2 separate regions of the Ovis aries genome follow, and region 1 is linked to region 2. A link is a contact called in public Hi-C data. All regions are on one chromosome and are shown on one strand. The core of a region is the stretch at or near the end of the contact, and the rest is flanking DNA. Distances in the headings are between cores, read along the strand shown.

What was found. A called contact is a pair of places that touch in the nucleus more often than the background predicts.
Region 1: a contact with region 2 is called in a Hi-C map of blood, with 1.9 times the contacts expected there. The contact joins two enhancer-like sites. A contact is called at or near these places in 3 of 16 Hi-C or Micro-C datasets (blood and hypothalamus).

Annotation. Positions count from the first base shown.
Region 1 is chr13:81,381,837-81,387,090 of ARS-UI_Ramb_v3.0, reverse strand. LOC132657592 (a long non-coding RNA gene) reads left to right here. Exons shown (of 2, transcript XR_009595998.1): 1 at 1-2,734; 2 at 3,279-5,076. Among named protein-coding and RNA genes, the nearest start is that of BCAS1, 170 kb to the left of the region's middle. Within about 2 kb of position 1,345, at least 32 of the 54 cell types and tissues checked have an H3K27ac peak or open chromatin away from gene starts, as enhancers often do.
Region 2 is chr13:81,282,613-81,287,674 of ARS-UI_Ramb_v3.0, reverse strand. No RefSeq gene overlaps it. Among named protein-coding and RNA genes, the nearest start is that of ZNF217, 130 kb to the right of the region's middle. Within about 2 kb of position 3,569, at least 22 of the 54 cell types and tissues checked have an H3K27ac peak or open chromatin away from gene starts, as enhancers often do.

The DNA.
Region 1 (5,254 bases), core at 96-2,595, 100 kb before region 2:
GCGAATTCTAACATGTACTAGAGCTGTCTGAGCATTCTTTCTAAGACTTGAAAAAGTCTTCAGATCCTGGTTTAATTTAATGGATGATACATTCATCTGCATATGGCATTCAGCAGCAAAGTAAACTTCTTTCTGCCTCTTTGTTTCCAAATCAATGGGGAACAAAGGATATCCTCATTCCATTCAAGCAGTTTCAATGATTCTCAAATGAATGTGGGAGTAATAGTCAAGCCATTTAAAATACACTGATGAGAAAGCATACTTAGTAACCTTGTAAACATTCTATGAAAGTACAAGGGAACCTTTAAGAATAATATCCAAGTGTCCTTTTTATATAATAGCCCTTTATTTTTTGAATGTTCAGATGCCAATAAAACAGAATTGAACAGAACAGACGAGAAGAATGCAACTCCCAAATTTTCTAGTGCTGTTAAAACATGGCTGTTGTTTCTTAACACTCAGAAGATTTCGTTTCTTCAGCCCCACTTACAGAAAGGACCTTGGACACATAGCTCACCAACCGCCAGAGGAATTCAAGAGGAAGCTAACCGCACCCTAAGGTGTTTGAAGCTCTCAAACGATGACCCAAGTTTTTTTTTTTTTTCCCAAACAGCAGCAGCTTGGCGGGAAGCAGGAATAAGACAAGAGAACTGACTGAAACCCACCCTCCAAATGGGAAGAAAAACTACCAATAATGACCTGTGAGGTTTGAAATCACTGCTCGTTTTACTATTCGTTATTCAGACGGCTTCCAGCCTCATTACCTGGCATATTCTCCTGCTTCTGAGCTGCCTGTGGAAATGCACGTCAGGAAGGCTGAGCCAGCCTTTCAGAGGACAGGAAGCCTTCTTTACCCTCCCATTCTGTCTGCCTTCTCTCTGTGTCTCTGTTACTGTCTGCGTGTGTTGGAATCCCCTCCAGCGTTCCAAAGGCCAACGCAGTAGTCCGCCGTTGGGGTGCTCAGCCAAGCACAGCCACTGCTCAACTGTGTTCTCTCTCTCAGCCCTTTCACCCACTGATTTCAAATTTCTCTCTCAACCGAATGAGTTACAGAGAGGCGAGCTGGAAAACCACACCGGGGAGAGCTCTTCGAGAGGAGAGCAGCCTGACGTTTTCATCTAAATTCTCAGTCCCCACTCCAGCCTACAAGGCGGCAGGAAACTCGCAGCCGGAATTGAATGAGCTCAGCCGGCCTCGAACTGGTTCTTCTAAAAAGAGTGTGTGTGTGTGTGTGTGTGTGTGTGTAGGTGTGTGTGTGTGTGTGTGTAGGTGTGTAGGGAACACAGGCACTCTGCCCAGGAGAACTTAAGAGAGAAAGAAATCCTCTCTCCCAACACTGTCTGAAGTTGGCTGCCAGGGATTCAATACATACCTGACCAAAAAAAGACAATGTCCTACCTAACTGGTTTGACTGTTTCCCGGCTACTACCTGGAGAAGTAAACAGAACCTTATCATTCTCAGGTACATCTGACTTGGACATTTTTCCCCCCAAGTAAATATTTCTCATTTCAACGCTCTTCCACTGTTGCCAACTGCTGTCTCTGAACTGGACCGACTGACAGTTCTGTCTCAGAGGAAGTCGGCTCCATAGCAACCAGCCAGGAAGGCCTGCACCTTCCACCAGGCTGCCTCTCTGCGGCCACTGGGAGGCACTGGGGGACCCTGCAGTTATCCTGTCAGGCCAGTGCTGAACCAAGAGAGGTTCTTCCTGTGCCCCCCTGGGCTCCTCCAGTCGGGCAGGATTTCTGTCTTGATCGCTTAGCTCTTCTCAATGAATCCAACACTCGGGGCATTTTTCTCTCTTGATTCAGGAAGTGGCGAGCTGAGCTCTGAGAGTCTTTCTGCTCCGATGATATAAACAAATTGTAGAGGAAGTCAAGTCAAACTTTCCCTTGCTGCTTTTGTTCTCCCAACCAGCGATTCAGAAAACAGAGCCAACTTTTTTTTTTCTTGGATGACTTTTAAAGATTGCTCTTAACTGGAAAGGCAGAAACGCTCCTCCTCTTTTTTTTTTTTTTTAAACCAAGATACTCAACTTACTTTTTTCAAAAAAGAAATGCCCTAGAAGGTTTGGTTTTTCTTTTTTTTTAAATAAGGCTGTTTTCGAGACTTTTCAAAACAAATGTCTCCCTTGACATTGCAGTTACCTAATGGTTGTTCTTTACTTCAAGTTTCAACCAAAAGAGCATTAATGAGCTCTGTGTGGACAATGGCCGGACTTGATTCAGAGGCCCTTGGTGCCCTGATTTATAGCCAAGGAGAGCAAACAGTCATGATTCAATCAGAGTGCCCGTACAGGGTGCCCGTACAAGGCACACCACAGACAGAAACGAGACAACTTATCTGCAGAATCTGCAGATACTGCTTGAAAAAAAATCACACATAAGCAGCCCTTCTCGCCGTGGAAGCTTCTTGAAGGCCTTATCACCAGCTTGTAAGATGTCATCTCTGGGTCTCACTCCTGGTTCTGAGAGAGGCCATTTCCAAACCAGAGGTACCTGACAACCCCGGGCGAACGCTCACCACCCCTGACCTAGTCACCTAATGAAAGAGGCTCCGCGCCGCGTAAGCGAAGGGAGGCAGGACGGCAGGGAGCCGCACGAGCATCTGCAGGGCGGCTTCCCACACTGGTGCTCTGGCGTGCTAGTCCCGGCACCAGAGCTAAGAGGCGACGTCACGTGGATATCTGTATGCCACCCCTGCTCGTCCTCGGCTGGCGCTCAGTGTACACAGGTGGGTAGCCAACTTTCAGTACAGCCTGATCTTCTAGTGAAGCATGTTAAGTTCAAGCACAGGCTCACGCTCCTGCCTGCGTCTCTGTGTTCCCTTCTGCACGGTGCTGTCACGCGGGTTAAAAGGAGCAGAGCGACATCTCACCCCAAAGCGTGGTGTGTGTGAGACTCTCGGTGAAAGGCAGTTATTGTTAAAATTCACACCACTGAGTTCGCCTGGGTCAGGAAAAACCAGCATCGGTGAAATCTGAATTTGGACTGTATTTACAAAGTTCCTTCTATTAATATGTCAGAACATGTTTGTCTAACCATGACTGTCCCCGCCCTCATCTACATTATATACTGCAGCTACTTATAGATCAATAGGTACATAAAATCAGTTACGCAAGTTGTAATTGTGCAGTTATTGAATAAAGAGAGGATGAAAGGAAAATGTAAGGTTCTGAAAGCTGGCTTGAGTTCACTTATCTTATATTTTTTATCTTATCTTCATTGAACTGTTGATTTACTTGTCTACACTCTCTTCTCTGTTGGTCATTTTCCAGGCGTGCATCTTCCTTGAGCATCAGCTGAGAGAGCTATTTCATTTCCACCGCCGGGGAAGCAGCCACACAGCACACCCGGAGGCAGTGCCTTGCCTGGAGGCCTCCGAGGTGCGCTCGGCAGTGTTAGGAGCTGTGTGCACCGCCACACCCCGTAACTGCCTTGAGAGCTTTGATGTAGAAGCATGCAAGACTTACAGTGCTCCAGAATTTCTATAAAGCAAATAGAGCTATTATGCCCTGATGCAATTGCCATACATTTACCAAATTCAACGCCTGCATGTACTGGGCGCCAGGATACAAAAAGAGGTCAGCAGTGCTGGCTGGTCCCACATAAAGACTCGACACGCACACACTTGCAGGACCAGAGAAGCAGGCACCCTGCTACACGTCCTATGTGCGCAGTCACTTCAGTCGTGTCCTACTCTTGGCGACCCCGAGGACTGAAGCCCAGCAGGCGCCTCTGTCCATGGGGATTCTCCACGGACAGAATTCTCCAGCAAGAATACTGGAGTTGGCTGTCGTTTCCTCCTCCAGGGCATCTTCTGGACCCAGGGATCAAACCTGCGTCTCAAGTCTCCTGCACTGACAAGTGAATTCTGTGCCACCAGCACCACCTGAGAAGGAAGTAAACCCTCGTACTCAACAAACAGCAACTGTGTGTGAAGACACACAGGAGGGTCACATTTGGTGCATTTCCCACTTATCAGTTCACCTCTTATTATACGTGATGCAACTTGACCTTGGAATTCTGGTGCGTGCTCTGTCCAGGGGTAAGTGGGGTCCCAGGGAAAGCAAGAGAGAATTTTGAAGAAAAGTATTCACTAGGCTATTGGGTTTTTAAATCATTCTATTAATCATGATCCTCCAGAAAAATAGAATCAATAGGATATGGGTGTATAGGAAGAGATTTATCATAAGGAAATTGACTCATGCAGTTATGGAGACTGAAAGGTTGCATGATTCTCTGTCTAGAAGCTGGCAGCCCAGGAGAGCCAGGGGTATGGTTCCAGGCTGAGTCCAAAGGCCTGAGAAACAAGAGGACTCGGGGCAGGAAGGTCAGCGTCCCCGCTTACGCCAGGAGTCAGGAAGAGCCAGACTCTCCTCCTCTGCTGTCCTGTTCTGTTCAGCCACTCCAGGGACTGGATGCGGTGCGCCCAGACTAGGGGGCCACGCTGCTTCATTGAGTCTACCAACCCAGTGCTCGTCTCATCTGGAAACACCTTCACAGCCATTCCCAGAAACAGCATGGAACCAGTATCTGGGCAACCCGTGATCATGCTGACACGCAGAATTAATCATCACCACCCACTAAAGAGGAACAGGTGACGTGACGACCCAGGAAAAAGAAGGACTGACACTGACAGAGACGACATGAAGAGACGCCCAGCTCCTCGGAAGGGACGGCAACCGAGACGCGTGCCTGCACGCTCAGTCGTGTCTGACTCTGCCACCTGCTCCTCCGTCCACGGGATTCTCTGGGCAAGAACACTGGGGTGGGTTGCCATTTCCTCCCCCAGGGGATCTTCCCAACCTGGGGAGCGAACCCACGGTCTTCTGCGTCTCCTTGAATTGGAAGACAGATTCTTCACCACTGAGCCACTTGGGAAGATGCAGCCCTGTCCTAGGAAACACACATTGCCTAAAATCTTAGACATCATATGTAAAAAACTTGACAGATATTTTCCCAAATTTGACACAAAAATCCTAAAGATGTGTATCACAGTAATGTGTTGTGAAGCCAAGACAATAATTTATTTTAAAATAAATGTTAATTAATCCTGATGGCAGAAGGATTAAATCTTCTTCCCGGTGGTGTCTCTCTAGAAAATGATAATCCAAGATCATTGTCATAGTAACCGGTAGTCCAAGAGTATGCAGGGCTTCCTAGGTGACACCAGCAGTAAAGAATCTGCGTGCCCACGCAGGAGACCTAAGAAAAGTAGGTTCGATCCCTGGGCCAGGAAGATCCCCTGGAG
Region 2 (5,062 bases), core at 2,320-4,819:
AGAGACCTCCCCGTCTCGAGGGGCCCGCCTCTGCCCTCCCCTCTGCTCGCTGCTCTCCTCCAGAGTCTGAATCTTCACCTGTGGCCTCTGCCTTTCTCACGGATGGCCTCCTTGGCCCCCGACCCTGATCACCGCACCCAACCTGACCTCTCCATCCTGTCTCTCCTCCTGAATCCCCTCCCCGGCCCTCTCGGCAGCTGAAACCATCCTGCTCTTTACCTTGTTAACTGAGCTCCGTGTTTTGTTCACTGCTGAATCCCCAGAACCATGTGTGTGCCTGATAGATGGTAGGTACTCAAGTAGGTAAAAACTGGTTGAGCGAGAAGGCAGGCACTCAAAAAGATGATGGAGCGTGAGGTCAGGTTTTGGGGGTGATTCAGTCGCATGCTAGCTGAGGCACGGCACGCTCCTCATTGTTCTTCCCTAATAAATGAACACAGCAAGGGCTTCCTTGTCGAGTTATCAGGAGGACTTAGCACCGGTGTATTCAGAGCTGACAGCCTGGACTTCCCTGGTGGTCCACTGGCTAAGAATCCACCTTGCAATACAGTGGACACCAGTTCGATCTCTGGTCCCGGAAGATCCCGCACGCCACGGGGCAGCTAAGCCCGTGAGCCACAACTACTGAAGCCCACCCACCCTAGAGAAAGGACCAACAGCCCACAGGGCCCAGCACAGAAGACACTATTATCAATGTTGTTCATTAACTTTTAAAACCTGGGTGTACAGTTATACTCATCAATCCTGGAAACCTATGAAAAACAAAGCCACTGTTACAACATCAAAACAGTCACATGGTAACCAGATCAGTTTCCAAGATCTCCAGCTTCCGTTAGTAGGCAATCATAGAAAAAAATAACTGTTGGGTAAGAAACTCCAACTGTCCTTGGGGTTCATTCTTCTTTGGTTACAGAATTTTCACATTTATAAACAAAGCTCCAAATGATGAGAGTTTGTATATAACTATCATGGGATAAACATCAGATTCAAATCTGGTAGCTTCTCACTTCAACAACTTATTTTTCTTGCAGTTTTGAAAATAACATACAAAAGCAATAATTTTAAGTCTCGTGGAAAATAGATGTGTTTTTTTGGAAATTACTCTAGGAGTTTGGCTTTTTAGAAAAGTATTTGTATGCAGTTTTGATAAAGTTGATAAAGCAATGAAGATTTTTAGTTTGTTCTAAATTTAGGATAAAAATGCTTCCAAATTTTGAGATTAAAAAAAGGGAAAAAGGAGAAAAGTTTGTTTTCACTTGTTTTACATCTTCCTTGGATCCTAACAGATTCAGTTTTCCAATAATTTTTTTTTCTTTTCTTTTTTCTCCAATTATTATTATTTCTGACATTTGATAGTCATTTTTTCTGTTAAGCAGCACATTAAAAAGGCATTTTTGGAGCAGAAGCAAATATATGGGTTTAAGAGCATGGGCTTAGGTGATCTGATCTGCAAATTTTTTCTGTAAAGGAATAAGAGTTAATAATAAATATTGTAGACTTCTCAAGCCATAGTGTCTCTGCCATTGTAGCTCAAAAATAGGCACAGACAATACATTACTAAGTGACCGTGGCTGTGTTCCAATAAAACTTTATTTACGAAAACAGATCTGGAGCTGGATTTGTCCATCAGGCTGTAATTAGCAACCGCTGAGCTAGAATTCCGTTTCATCTCCACGATTTTCTAGCTGTGATCTGGCTGTTCTTGTTCAGTTGCTCAGTCGTGTCTGACTCTCTGTGACCCCACGGACTGCAGCACACCAGACTTCCTGTCCTTCACCATCTCCTGGAGATAGTCTGACTCTCAGTCTCCATTTATCTGTCAAACAGACATAACTATACCACTTACTGGCTCAGAGGACAAAGTGGATCCAGGTATAAATCCTTCCACCTAAGGCTCCTTGACTGCTGCCTCTGCTGCCTCTTCTCTCTTCTCACAGTGAGATAGCAATCCGCCCAAGGCATGCATTTAAAAGGCGTCTGGAAGCGAGTCCCCTCGTCCAGCCAGTTTAACTTGGTCCTAACTTAGCTTCTGGCTAAAAATGCCTTTTCTGTCTTTAGGCAATTCCATTCAAGGTAAGTCCGAGGAGGAAAAAAAAGAGGAACAGAGGTGGGTAGGTGACCCAAACAGATCAGCCTCTCTGGGGAGAGGGGTAATTCTCCCCCCACCAAACACTCCTCCTGCCCTCAAATCGCGACTCTTTTTTGGAGGAAAACTCTGTTCCCCAAGTTTACCCATTTTGTCCAAAAGCCAGAGCGGGCCTGATGAGGCCTTGAAGGCATATCGTGAAGCTGGTGCCTCTGACTGCAGAGCTGCTCACACGAGCACCATGGCAGAACCAAGCTTTATTTACTCCAGGAACCAACATCATCACAGAGGAAAAAGGTCTCCAGGGACTTTTGTTTTCTTTTTTCCTTTGGGATGCTTTCTTATATCCGGATTTCCCTTCTAAGTTTTTAGGATTTCCGGCATCGGGCTGGGCTTTGTCTCTCGTTCTTTTGTGCTGATCGCCAAATGCCCACATATTATTTACACCTCCCATTCTTTCTGGGGCTTCTAATCCTCCCTTTCTTATTACTAGCGTTTTTCCCCTAGAAACTCGCCTCTTTTTCTCCTAACCAGCAGGCAAGCTCCCCAAGCCTCAAGATAAACAGCAAACAAGATTGTGACTTTCAATGACAAATACAGCAGGTGATATATTTTCCAAGCCCCATGTAATTTTTTAACTCAGGGATGACAACTTCTTCGGCTTTCCTGCTCTGGACATCAACAGGCCCGGTTCCTCTTTCGCTCCGGCCTCGTTGCATCTCTTCCTGAATTAAATTTTTCAATTAGCTGGCTTGTTACAAGTCATGTGCAGCTGCCCGGCCCTTTAACTCAAGTTTCCTTCCTCCCAGGCGTCACAGAAATTTGCAGCACACACCTCAAAGACAAAGAACAAAAAGACCTCACTAGGTGAACGAAAGATTCAATCATATCCATGATTTCACCAGGCTTCTGACTGGATAATGAAAGCCGACTCCTCCCCCGAGGGGGGGGGGGTCCCTCACCAACCTACCAATTTTGCAACCTAAGATCCCACCCACTTATTTCCAAGGACACACATTGTTCTAAATCCCTGTTGCCGTCATTCTTGCACCAAAAAAAAAAGAGCAGGGAGCTGCACGTAAGTTGTAAGAGTGAGCTGCGATCTTTCTCTGAGCCCAAGATACAAGGGATAAACAGGGGGAATTAGTATGAAGCCTGCGTTTGTAATAGGTGCACGACGCGCAAGCGTGAGCTCGGTGTGGCTTCCTTCTGGATTGGTAGGGGCAGGGGCGGGGGAGAAACATGACTTTTTTTTTCTTTTTGTTGAGTGTCTCACTCTCAAGCCAGAGGAGAGGTTAAAAACCTCAGGGAGGGGCGCATTAAAATAATGGACCTTTAATGGGTTCATGACACTCTGCTTTAAACCTCTTTTAAAAGTTAATCCAGTCAGTTCTTCAGATGCAGGCAGCTGGGGGACAGTGTGGAGCAGAGGGGCTGCCCTCAGCAGGTGAGTGTGTGTGAGCAGAGAGGCGGAGTGGCCAGGAGGCCAGAGGGCGCCTGAGAGCCGCCCACAGCCCGCCCAGAGGGCGAGGGGAGGGCGCCAAGCCCAGCCCCTCCAAGAGGCGCCGCGCCACGCTGAAAACGCCCATTTTCCCTACCTACTCCAGTGACCCTCTGCATAAAGCGGGTAATGGTGAGAGCCTACCGGCCAGCACCGGGGACTCTGCTCCGTGCCCTGGGGCGACACAGATGGGAAAGAAGCCCAAAGGGGATGGATGTGTGCCTGCAGCTGACCCACTCTGCTGAGCAGTAAACCAGCAACACTGTAGAGCAATACACCCCAAGAAAATTTTAAACAATCATTAGTTAGATGTCAGTGTTTCTAACATGGACCACTCTCCAAGAGATGGGTGAAGACCGATCAGTGTGAGTGTTTGATAGGTGTGTATGCTGCTCTATGCTGAGAGGGTTCCTGACACACGAAAACCTCACAGCGATTGTCGGCGGGGGAGGGACGAGGCCCAACTTCCCCACAAGCCCTTTGATTTGAATCCTCTCCACCCCCATCCTAGGAGCACGTATAACCTCATTTTTCTCAAAAACAAATAGCTAATTAAAAAAAAAATGCATGTAGACTTAGAAAAAGGCTGATAGATAAGTTTAAAAAACCAAAACTAAGTTGTATAGGAGTGTCTATAAATATGGTTCCAGTGGCATATTTAAAACAAACAGCGTGTGCCCGTGTGTACACACACACACACACTGGCACATACACTCACACACGTACATATTTATGAAACGCGTCTGGAAGGATGTGCTAGAAGCGGTCGTTAGCTGTTTCGATCGAGACCTTGAGCTGTAAGCGAGAGCAAAGGGAGTGAGGCACTTCGAGTCTTTCACCTGAAATTTATACTGCTTGAATCTTTCAGAGAGATGACATATTGCTTCTGTTTTTAAATTTAAAAAAAAATAATAACATGAGAGAAAAAGAGAAGGAAATAGTCAACTACCCACAGTACAGGAGAAACGTGGGCCCTGTCTTCCCGGGGAAACCAAACTCCCACGAGCCCTCACGGTAGATCCCTGCCTTCTGCCTCCTTAGCAACGGGAGGTTGCCGTTATCACTGACGCTGGGGTTTCTCCCCGTCCCCTATGCGCTACGTGCTGGGACCGCTGCACGTGGCTTTCCTAGGGGCCCGCTTGGGGTCTTTGCCCCAGGGCCCACCTGGAGGCCCAGGAGCCTCTGTCCTCAGGGAGCTGGAGGCGCAGGGCCCAGAAAAGCCCGGGCTTGTGCCCAGGAGGCCTTCTCGCACGCCCTTCCCTGCCTTGTGCTGTGGAGCGGCACGCCGAGGACTCCATTCACAAGAAAGAAGTGACTCCATGATGAAGCCCTGACTGGCCGGCTGCTGTCTTCTGTGACACGGCCATCCTGGACAGGGGCGTCTGCTGAAGTCATAGTTGAGAGCGGCCTCGGGGGCGACCCCTTGGAAACACGCTCTCCCCTCTCAGTCAGCCCCAGGAAGACCTCCTACACGT